Linked DNA regions of Oryctolagus cuniculus: regions 2 and 3 are each linked to region 1. Evidence: chromatin contacts called from public Micro-C data. All regions are on one chromosome and are shown on one strand. The core of a region is the stretch at or near the end of the contact, and the rest is flanking DNA. Distances in the headings are between cores, read along the strand shown.

Region 1 (2,700 bases), core at 35-2,534:
TTTCCCAGGCACACTAGCAGGGAGCTTGTCGCAAGTGGAGCAGCCAGGACTAGAACAGGCGCTCTCATGGGAGGCCTGCGTTGCAGTTACCGGCTGTGCCCCAGCGCCGGCCCCTCCAGGGTGTCTTCGACCAATTCCCAAAAAGTCACAATCACTCCAGCAACAGTGCCGGACCTGTTTGTTTGGTTTGTTTGACAGGCAGAGTGGACAGTGAGAGAGAGAGACAGAGAGAAAGGTCTTCCTTTGCCGTTGGTTCACCCTCCAATGGCTGCCGCGGCTGGCGCACCGCGCTGATCCGAAGGCAGGAGCCAGGAGCCAGGTGCTTCTCCTGGTCTCCCATGGGGTGCAGGGCCCAAGCACCTGGGCCATCCTCCACTGCACTCCCTGGCCACAGCAGAGAGCTGGCCTGGAAGAGGGGCAACCGGGACAGAATCCGGCGCCCCGACCAGGACTAGAACCCGGTGTGCCAGCGCCACAAGGCGGAGGATTAGCCTAGTGAGCCGCGGCGCCGGCTCGAACCTGTTTTGAATAGCGGCACTGAAGCAAGGTAGACAAGATTTTGCGGTTGAGACTTCGGTAAACACTGTCGATGTGCACCTGAAAACACAGCTATGTAACAGAACGACGGGGTGACCCGGCTACCCCACTCGGGGACACATCCGGGGAGAGGGGCCCAAGCGCACTCCCACGAAGGCCCCCACGGCGCACGCTGACCAGGAACTGGAGCACAGGAGGCCGCAGGTTCCCAGACGGGCAGAAACGCGGCGGACTGTTAAGCTAACGCCGGCCACACGCCGAAGTCGGATTAGCGCGCTCCGCACCTGACGCGCAGAGCGCGGCGCCCTCACCGCGTCCCCCCGCGCCCGCGCGCGCTCCGCGGGGCTCGCTCCAGCCCTCCGTCGGCTTCACCGCAGCCCCCGCGCCCGCAGACCCCGACCCGACACCACGAAGCGCCGGCCTAGCGCAGCGGCCCCCTCGGCCACCGCCTGCCCCTCCCGCCCACCGCACCCCCAGAGCCGCCAGGGCCCCCCAGCCCGACCCTGCGCTGCAACAGCTCGGGCTGACCACGCGCGGCCAGCGCCGCGGGAGCAGGCGCCGGGCCCCCGGCACCACGGAGGACCCGGTCGCTCACCGGCGCGAGCTTCTCCTCAGCCATGTTGGCTCCGCCCACCGCGGCCGCGGCCGGAAGTCGGCGGTTTCCGGAGCGACGCGGCCCGGAAGTCGCGGTCGGGGGCGGGCCCTGCGGGCCGGAAGCGTCAGTGGCCCGGGCGTCTCCCGGCCTCCGCGGTTCTCCGGGGCTGTGGAGCTGCCGCCGGCCGGGAGCGCGGTGCCCTCCCCGGGCTGCGGGCGGCGTGGCCGGGGCGGGGGTCTCATCCCACCCTCTCGTTTGATGACTGATGGGCGGGAGAAGCCGGCTGCGCGCTGGGCGGCGGCGTCTGTGCAGCCTGGGCCTTCTGCACCTGCTCCCCGGCGCCCACCGCGGCTGGGGCCTCGCTCGGTGGGCGCGACGCGCAGGACCCCTCCCTGCTCCCCGAGCCAGAATGAGAAATGCGCTGACTGCTCAACTTCAGAAACGGCGACGGCCAGGAAGAAAAAGACAGCCAGACTCCGTCCAGGTCTCCCATGTGCACGGCAAGGACCCACCTGCTCCTGCCAGGGTGCACGCTGGTAGGAAGCGGGCGGCGGAGATGGAGCTGAGGCTTGAAGCAGCCGTTGCAGTATGGGATGCAGGGTCCCAAAGGGCAAAAAACCACCCCCGGCAGCCTTTCTTCTGTAGATAGAAACCATTATTCTGTGTAAAGATCTCTCCTTTTTTTTTTTTCCAAATTTATGTATTTATTTGAAAGGCTGAGTTAGAGAGAGAGAGAGGTCTTCCATCCGCTGGTTCACTCCCCAAATGGCTGCAATGGTTGGGTCTGGACAAAGCCAGGAACCAGGAACTCCACCCAGATCTCTCACGTGGGTGGCGGGACCCAGGCACTTGGGCCACCTTCCGTTGCCTTCCCCGGTACGTTAGTAGGGAGCTTGACGGGAAGCTGGAGCTCTGATGTTTGCTGGCACTGCACGCGGGGGCTTGACCTGCTGCACCACATGCTGGCCTACAGAGACATTTTCATAGGAAAATCCTCGGACGTGTGTAGAGCACACTTCTTGGGTCACAGGTCTTCATTTCCCTTAGAAACCTGTGAGTGTGGCCTGTCATTCAGGTCAGGCCCTCCCAACAGGGCTCACTCAGCTGTAGTACCAGTGGGTGCTAAGCGCTGGAAGAAGGAGCAGGCACCAGGAGCAGTTCAGTGCCTCCAGTACACGTTTAAAGAAGCAGCTGCACCATATTTGTAATACTTTAATGCAATATTCCCACCTGATGGGGTCGTTAGCAACCTGTTAGTGTTGCCACCTGCAGGGCAATTCCACCGCACCCTGTGCTGTTTTTTTTTTTTTTCTTTTTCTTTTTTTTCTTTCTTTTTTTTTTTTTTTTTTACCAGGCAGAGTGGACAGTGAGAGAGACAGAGAGAAAGGTCTTCCTTTGCCGTTGGTTCACCCTCCAATGGCCGCCACGGCTGGCGCGCTGAGGCCGGCGCACCACGCTGATCCGAAGCCAGGAGCCAGGTGCTTCCTCCTGGTCTCCCATGGGGTGCAGGGCCCAAGCACTTGAGCCATCCTCCACTGCACTCCCTGGCCACAGCAGAGAGCTGGCCT
Region 2 (2,700 bases), core at 64-2,563, 130 kb after region 1:
GGAGCCCCGTCCAGGGGGACGCCCTGCGCTCGGGGGCTGCCCGGCGAGCCGCAGGGACGCGTGTGCGGCCGGCCGGAGCGGCCCCGGCGCTCGCCTGCAGCCAGCCAGGACGTCACCGCCGCCAGCAGCAGCCGCGCCGTCGGAAAGGGCCCACCCGCGCCTCTTCCCCTCCCCCGAGCAGGCAGGCGCTCGGCCTGCCGGGCGGATCCGTTTCTCCTTTGACTCGTGCCCGCTTGGGGCAACCGTACACCCAGCTGCTCGCGGGCCTGCCCTAGTCCCTCCCCAGACCGGCCCGGAGCACCCAGGACCGGGCCGATCCCCCGCCACTCCTCCTCCTCCCGCACCCGCGCCCGCCCCGCCCCGCGCGGGAGGCAGCCCGCGGCCGCCGGGCCCGGCGCGGCAGGCATCGGCCGCGAGCCGGAGGCCCCGGGCGGCGGCGGCAGGCCTGCGCCATGGCCGGGGCCGGGAAGCGCCGCCCCCGCGCGCCTCCCCGCGCCCGGCCCGGCCCGGCCCGGCCCGGCCCGGCCCGGCCGGCGAGCGCCCGCCCGCGCACCCTGCATCCCCGGCAGGGGCGGCGGCGGCCGGCAGGCCCGCGCGGCGGCCACGCTCACCTGGATGACCTCGTTGACCTCCCGGATGCACTCCACCATGTGCTGCAGGATCTGCTCGGCCGTGAGCACCTCGTAGCGGTAGTCCTCCTCCTGCTCGTGCCCAGGCCCGCCGCCGCCGCCGCCGCCGCCGCCGCCACCGCCGCCGCCCGGCCCCAGGGCGCTGCCGCCGCCGCCGCCCGTCTCCCCGCACAGCAGTCCGTCCCGCTCCCCGCCGACGCCCAGCCCGGGCTCCACCAGCTCCACCTCGCCCAGGTCCAGGTTATCATCGTCCGGCTCGTCGTCGTCCTCGTCCTCCTCCTCCTCCGCGCCGCTGTCCTCCTCGCTGCACTCCTCGTCCTCGTCGAACTCGTAGTTGTAGCCCTCGTCCGAGTCCATGGCGCGGCGGACGCTGGCCGAGGCGGGGAGAGGGCGGGGACGCCGAGGCCCCGGCTCTCGCTCCGGCTCCGGCGGGTGTCCGGGGCGCAGGCCTGGCTGCGGCCGCGCGGGCCGCGGCTCCTCCCCGGCGCGGCGGCGGCGGCGGGCGGCTGGCGGCGGGCGGCGGGCGGCGGGGACGGCGCGCGGGAGGCGGCGAGGGAGGCGGCGAGGGGCCTGTGGCCGCCCGCCTCAGTCAGACGCCGCTCCGCTCCGGCCTCCGAGAGAAAACAGCCCCCAGCGCCACCTCCACGGCCGCTGCTGCCGCTACTGAGCCAACAAAGGGGCGTGCGTCACCGCGTCGCGCTGCGTCGCGCGTCACGCCCGTACGTCACCGCGCCCCGCCCCGCCGCCCCTGCGCGCCGTGTGCGGGAAACCCCGCGGCCCGGCCCGCCAGGTCGGCGAGCGCCGCGGCGCCCCAGGGTCCGTGGTGCGGCCGAGCGGCTCTGCGGGGCCGGGGCCCGTGGGGGTGGGGTGGGGGCGCCTCCCACGAGACGGCTGCGGCTCCGTGGCCCCGGCGGCGGCTGTGACCGCGGGGGACCCGTCCGTCCCCTGCGCGGTCCAGGGGGACCGGGCGTGACTCCTGGCAGCCGCGGCTCTGGACTCGAGCCCCCCGGGCCCCCGGGCCGCTGAACTGTGGGGGTTGGGGGGCGCGGGATGCTGCGCGCGCGCGCGCGTGGAACCTACGCTGTGCGGCAGGTGCAGCTCGCGCCCGTGCCCCCGACGGTGACGTCACGCGGCGGGCGCTGCCTGGGGCCCGAAGCTCCGAGTTCGCCTGGGCTCCGCTATCTGCGCGCCGGACGGGGCCCGAAGCCAAAGGGGCCGGGCAGGCCACGGAAGGCGCTCCCTGTGCTTGGGGGGGGGTTGCTGGACAGGCGTCAAAACGCTTTGTAAGGACCCGGTGCGGTACGCCGGGCACCGCCCCACAACGCGGCGCCGGTGGGGGCGCGGGCACCTGCGTCCTGCGCGCCCAGGGCAGGCGGGGTGCGAGGGAGCGAGCAGGACAAGCAGGTGCACTGGCGAGGTGCTGGCACGGCTCCGATGCCATCCTGCCAGTGGACTTGGCGTCTTTGTAAACAGGAGAGCCGGGGAAACACGCGCAGCCCAGAACATCCTATCAAACGCCAGGCGCTCGGTGTCACCCAGCAACCCGTGTCGCCCCCTTGGTAACTCCCGTTACACCTTTGCTGGTTTCCCCCAACCCTGCTCACAGCAGAGAAATGGGGAAAACACAAGGACCAGGAGCGAAGCAGTGGAAGCCGGCCGTTGTTGCAATGGGAAGCGTTGCAGGGTTTTAGAAGAGTGAACTTGGGATCTGTGTTCCCGAAAAGAACCCTGGCTCCTGCGTGCAGAATGGGCTGTGAAGGCAGAGACCGGTTAGGAGCCCGTCTTAGAAGTCCAGGTGACCACAGGGCCTTGAGCTCGGGCAGTGGCAGGGCAGGTGATGAGAAGAGACCGGATTCTGCCTTAATTTGAAAGGGGGGCCAGCACCATTGGCTGCGGGTCTGGCGGTGGGGAGGGCTCCAGGATGCCTGCTAGACTTGGGGTTCATCAAAGTTTGGTGGGGTTCTGAAACCAGTGAAGTGGCAGGGGCTTGTTGGGTATGGAAGTGACGAGTAGGCCGTTCCCTGTACTAATGTCCACGTTTGAGTTGTTCCTGTAAACAAGGTTGAGAAGC
Region 3 (2,700 bases), core at 50-2,549, 170 kb after region 1:
TTGGGTCCAAGTCCTCCATCTTGCGTGAGTGTCGTGGGTAAGCGACTCCTTTCCCCCGCTGCAGGCTCAGTCTACGGAAGAGGGTGCCATGCCACCTGTGCCACCTGCCCAGTCCCAACGCCCCACCTGTTCTACCGCTCTCACCTTTGAACCTGGTCTGAACCCTGCCTAACCTATTGACCTTACAGAACTGGCTATGAACTTGGCCCTTCCGGTAATAATTCTGGGAGCCTCGACCTTGGGACCCTGCTGTAACATCTCTGCGGGCAGCCTGAGCCCCAGGCACCTACCAGCGTCAGAAAAATGCAGATTTAAGCAATGGAGAAACCAATTTGATTGAATTTCTGCTTCCTTTCCTACAACCTCCATTCCACCACAATCAAGCAAAGAGGAATTTCTTGCTGAATCTGTAAACTGAAGACCTGAGAGATGACTTTATCCATCAGAGATGTTTAAATCGGGTTATCTAAACCTAAATATAAATTATCGTGATCGTTAAAGGGCCTTTCTCTCGAGTTTATTTTCCCGATCTTTACACTGTAGTACTGAAACGCCGTTAGGATTTTAGGAGGGTGCCTCCCAGCCAAGCAGTTCGCTCAACAGCATTCTTTTTACTTCCTTCTGCAGGCAGCACTGTTGAAGGTTAGCCTCTGGTCATCTCGCACCTCCAGCTTTTTACAAAAGGTCTGCTAACTGCTTCTGACCCTCAGATTTCTGGAATGGAGATTTCGGAACAGCCTTCTGCAGCCCACGGAGCTAAGCCCTGAGTCCAGGCCCGCCCAGCGAAGCCCCTGCAGGACCAGCCCCGGGCACCCCCGACCCTGCCCCTCGGAAGCGCCGCACCTGTGTGCGGGCCCGTCTTGGGGAAGGGGTGTGAGGGCAGCCAGCTCGGCACTGACGACCACCCGCGGAGGGAAGAGAACCGGGCCTCATCCGGCCCTGGGAGGACACGTTTCCCGGGCTCAGACCGGCCCCGGGACACAGCAGCCACGCTCCAGCAAAGCAGCTCGGACGGCCAAGGGCCCCCGCTCCCCGCCCCGCGGCCTCCGCCGTCACCGTGACGCACGGCTTTAACCCCCGGCTCTCCGGCTTCCGCCCCGTCCTCGCGCGGCCCCAGGGGGCGCTGCCCGCTGCCTGGACCCGGGCCCGGCGCCAGCAGGGACGAGCCGGGCGGGGCTGTCACTCACCGCCTCACTGGGCGGGACAGGAAAAAGCCGCGAGCCGACCCCGGAAGTGTGGTCCCCGCAGGCGCCGCCGGGCTACGCGATGCGCGCCCAATCACGTGACGCACTCCGGTCACGTGACGCCTCGCCGGCCCTCACGTGAGCGCCGCCGCCCACCTGACCTGGGCTCGCGCTAGTCGGCCCGCTGGGGCGGTCACCGGCGGGCCATGGCCGGCTCCGGGCTGTGGCTGTCGCTGCTGCTGGCGGCAGCGTTCGCTGGCCGGGCGGCGCCCGTGTGGCCCTGGCCCCAGTACATCCAGACGTCCGGCCGGCACTACACCCTGTACCCGAACAGCTTCCAGTTCCGCTACCATGTGAGCTCGGCCGTGCAGCCGGGCTGCGCCGTCCTCGACCAGGCCTTCCAGCGCTACCGGGAGCTGCTGTTCGGGGCCGGGTCCTGGCCGCGTCCCAGCCTCTCGGGTGAGTCCGTGCTCCGCCGCCTGGAAGTCCGCCCCCGAGAGAGCCCTGCCGCGCAGCAGCCCCCACCCGCGAACCCTGACACCCACCCGGGTCCCGCCAGTCCCCAGGTCGCTCTGCCTCCGCCGCCTCCCGCCCTTTCCTCCGGCTGTCGGCTCAGTCTCCTGCGCGTACCCCCTGCCTGAGCCCACCCTCTGTGGCCACTCTGGCCTGCAGTCTCTCCCTTGAGCTGTGTCAGGAGTTGGCCTGCTACAGGAAGAATGTCAGAATACTGCGCCCTGAGCAGACCCCTGAGACGTCTGGGTCCCCGTGAGAACGGGACCAGGGCTGGGTACGGAAGACCAGAGCAGACGGGACGCGAGAACCCACGCACAGCTCCGTAAACGTGTGGCACACGGCGCGTCCAGCGGTGTGGGGCTGGGATGGGGCGCAGAGTTGGGGCTGGTGTGTGCTCTCGGAGTGCCCGCGGGGTGGAAATCGGTAGCGTGTACATCCCTGAGAGTTACCCCAAAGCAGACTGCCTCCCGCTGCTTCGCCCAACCCTTTTGTTCGACAATGGAAGACGGATTCTTCTGTCAGTGTCTAGAGCCTTCTGCGACCCTTTCCGGGATTGGATTTGCTCCACGCACAAGATTAAAGGTGGTTAAGTTAGTAAGTGACATGGTTCGTCATGCTTCGCTGTCCTGAAGACGCCTCCCCTGGCCATTGCTTCTTTTCGGTTTGGGTTTCTTTTCCTGTTTCCAATTTGGAGGATAAGCTCGGTCCCACGGGAGGGAAGACCTTGTGACCCCCAGGTAGGCAGGGCCCAAGTCATGCGGTCATTACTCATCAGGGCACGGGATTGTCCGGGGACTGTGAGGAGGCAATGTGGGATGGGCAGCTGGGTGGGGAGAAGGGGCCTCTGCCCTTGGACTGGACCAGACCACCACCCAGTCTACTTTAACCCTTCCCAGAGCAAGAGCAAGGCGTGGTCTGTGCGAGACAGGGTGGCTAGCAGGTTTCTTGTTTGAAAAGCAAAGAGGAAGAAAATTGGGGAAGAAGGTTATGTAGTTGCAGTTTT

Evidence for each region. Hi-C and Micro-C count contacts between places; a contact is called where the count stands out from the background.
Region 2: a contact with region 1 is called in a Micro-C map of ear pinna, with 5 times the contacts expected there. The contact joins the promoter of ARIH1 here to the promoter of BBS4 in region 1. A contact is called at or near these places in 2 of 6 Hi-C or Micro-C datasets (ear pinna and an unstated tissue).
Region 3: a Micro-C map of ear pinna shows a contact between it and region 1, with 4 times the contacts expected there. The contact joins the promoter of HEXA here to the promoter of BBS4 in region 1. A contact is called at or near these places in 2 of 6 Hi-C or Micro-C datasets (ear pinna and an unstated tissue).

Annotation. Positions count from the first base shown.
Region 1 is chr12:110,602,217-110,604,916 of mOryCun1.1, forward strand. BBS4 (Bardet-Biedl syndrome 4) reads right to left here and starts at 1,285. Exons shown (of 15, transcript XM_070054707.1): 1 at 1,133-1,285. The coding sequence starts at 1,156. It overlaps LOC138844765 (a long non-coding RNA gene), which reads left to right and starts at 1,245. Exons shown (of 2, transcript XR_011381109.1): 1 at 1,245-1,668.
Region 2 is chr12:110,731,455-110,734,154 of mOryCun1.1, forward strand. It overlaps ARIH1 (ariadne RBR E3 ubiquitin protein ligase 1), which reads right to left and starts at 1,314. Exons shown (of 14, transcript XM_051822317.2): 1 at 612-1,314. The coding sequence starts at 986.
Region 3 is chr12:110,773,472-110,776,171 of mOryCun1.1, forward strand. HEXA (hexosaminidase subunit alpha) reads left to right here and starts at 1,300. Exons shown (of 14, transcript XM_002717700.5): 1 at 1,300-1,643. The coding sequence starts at 1,391.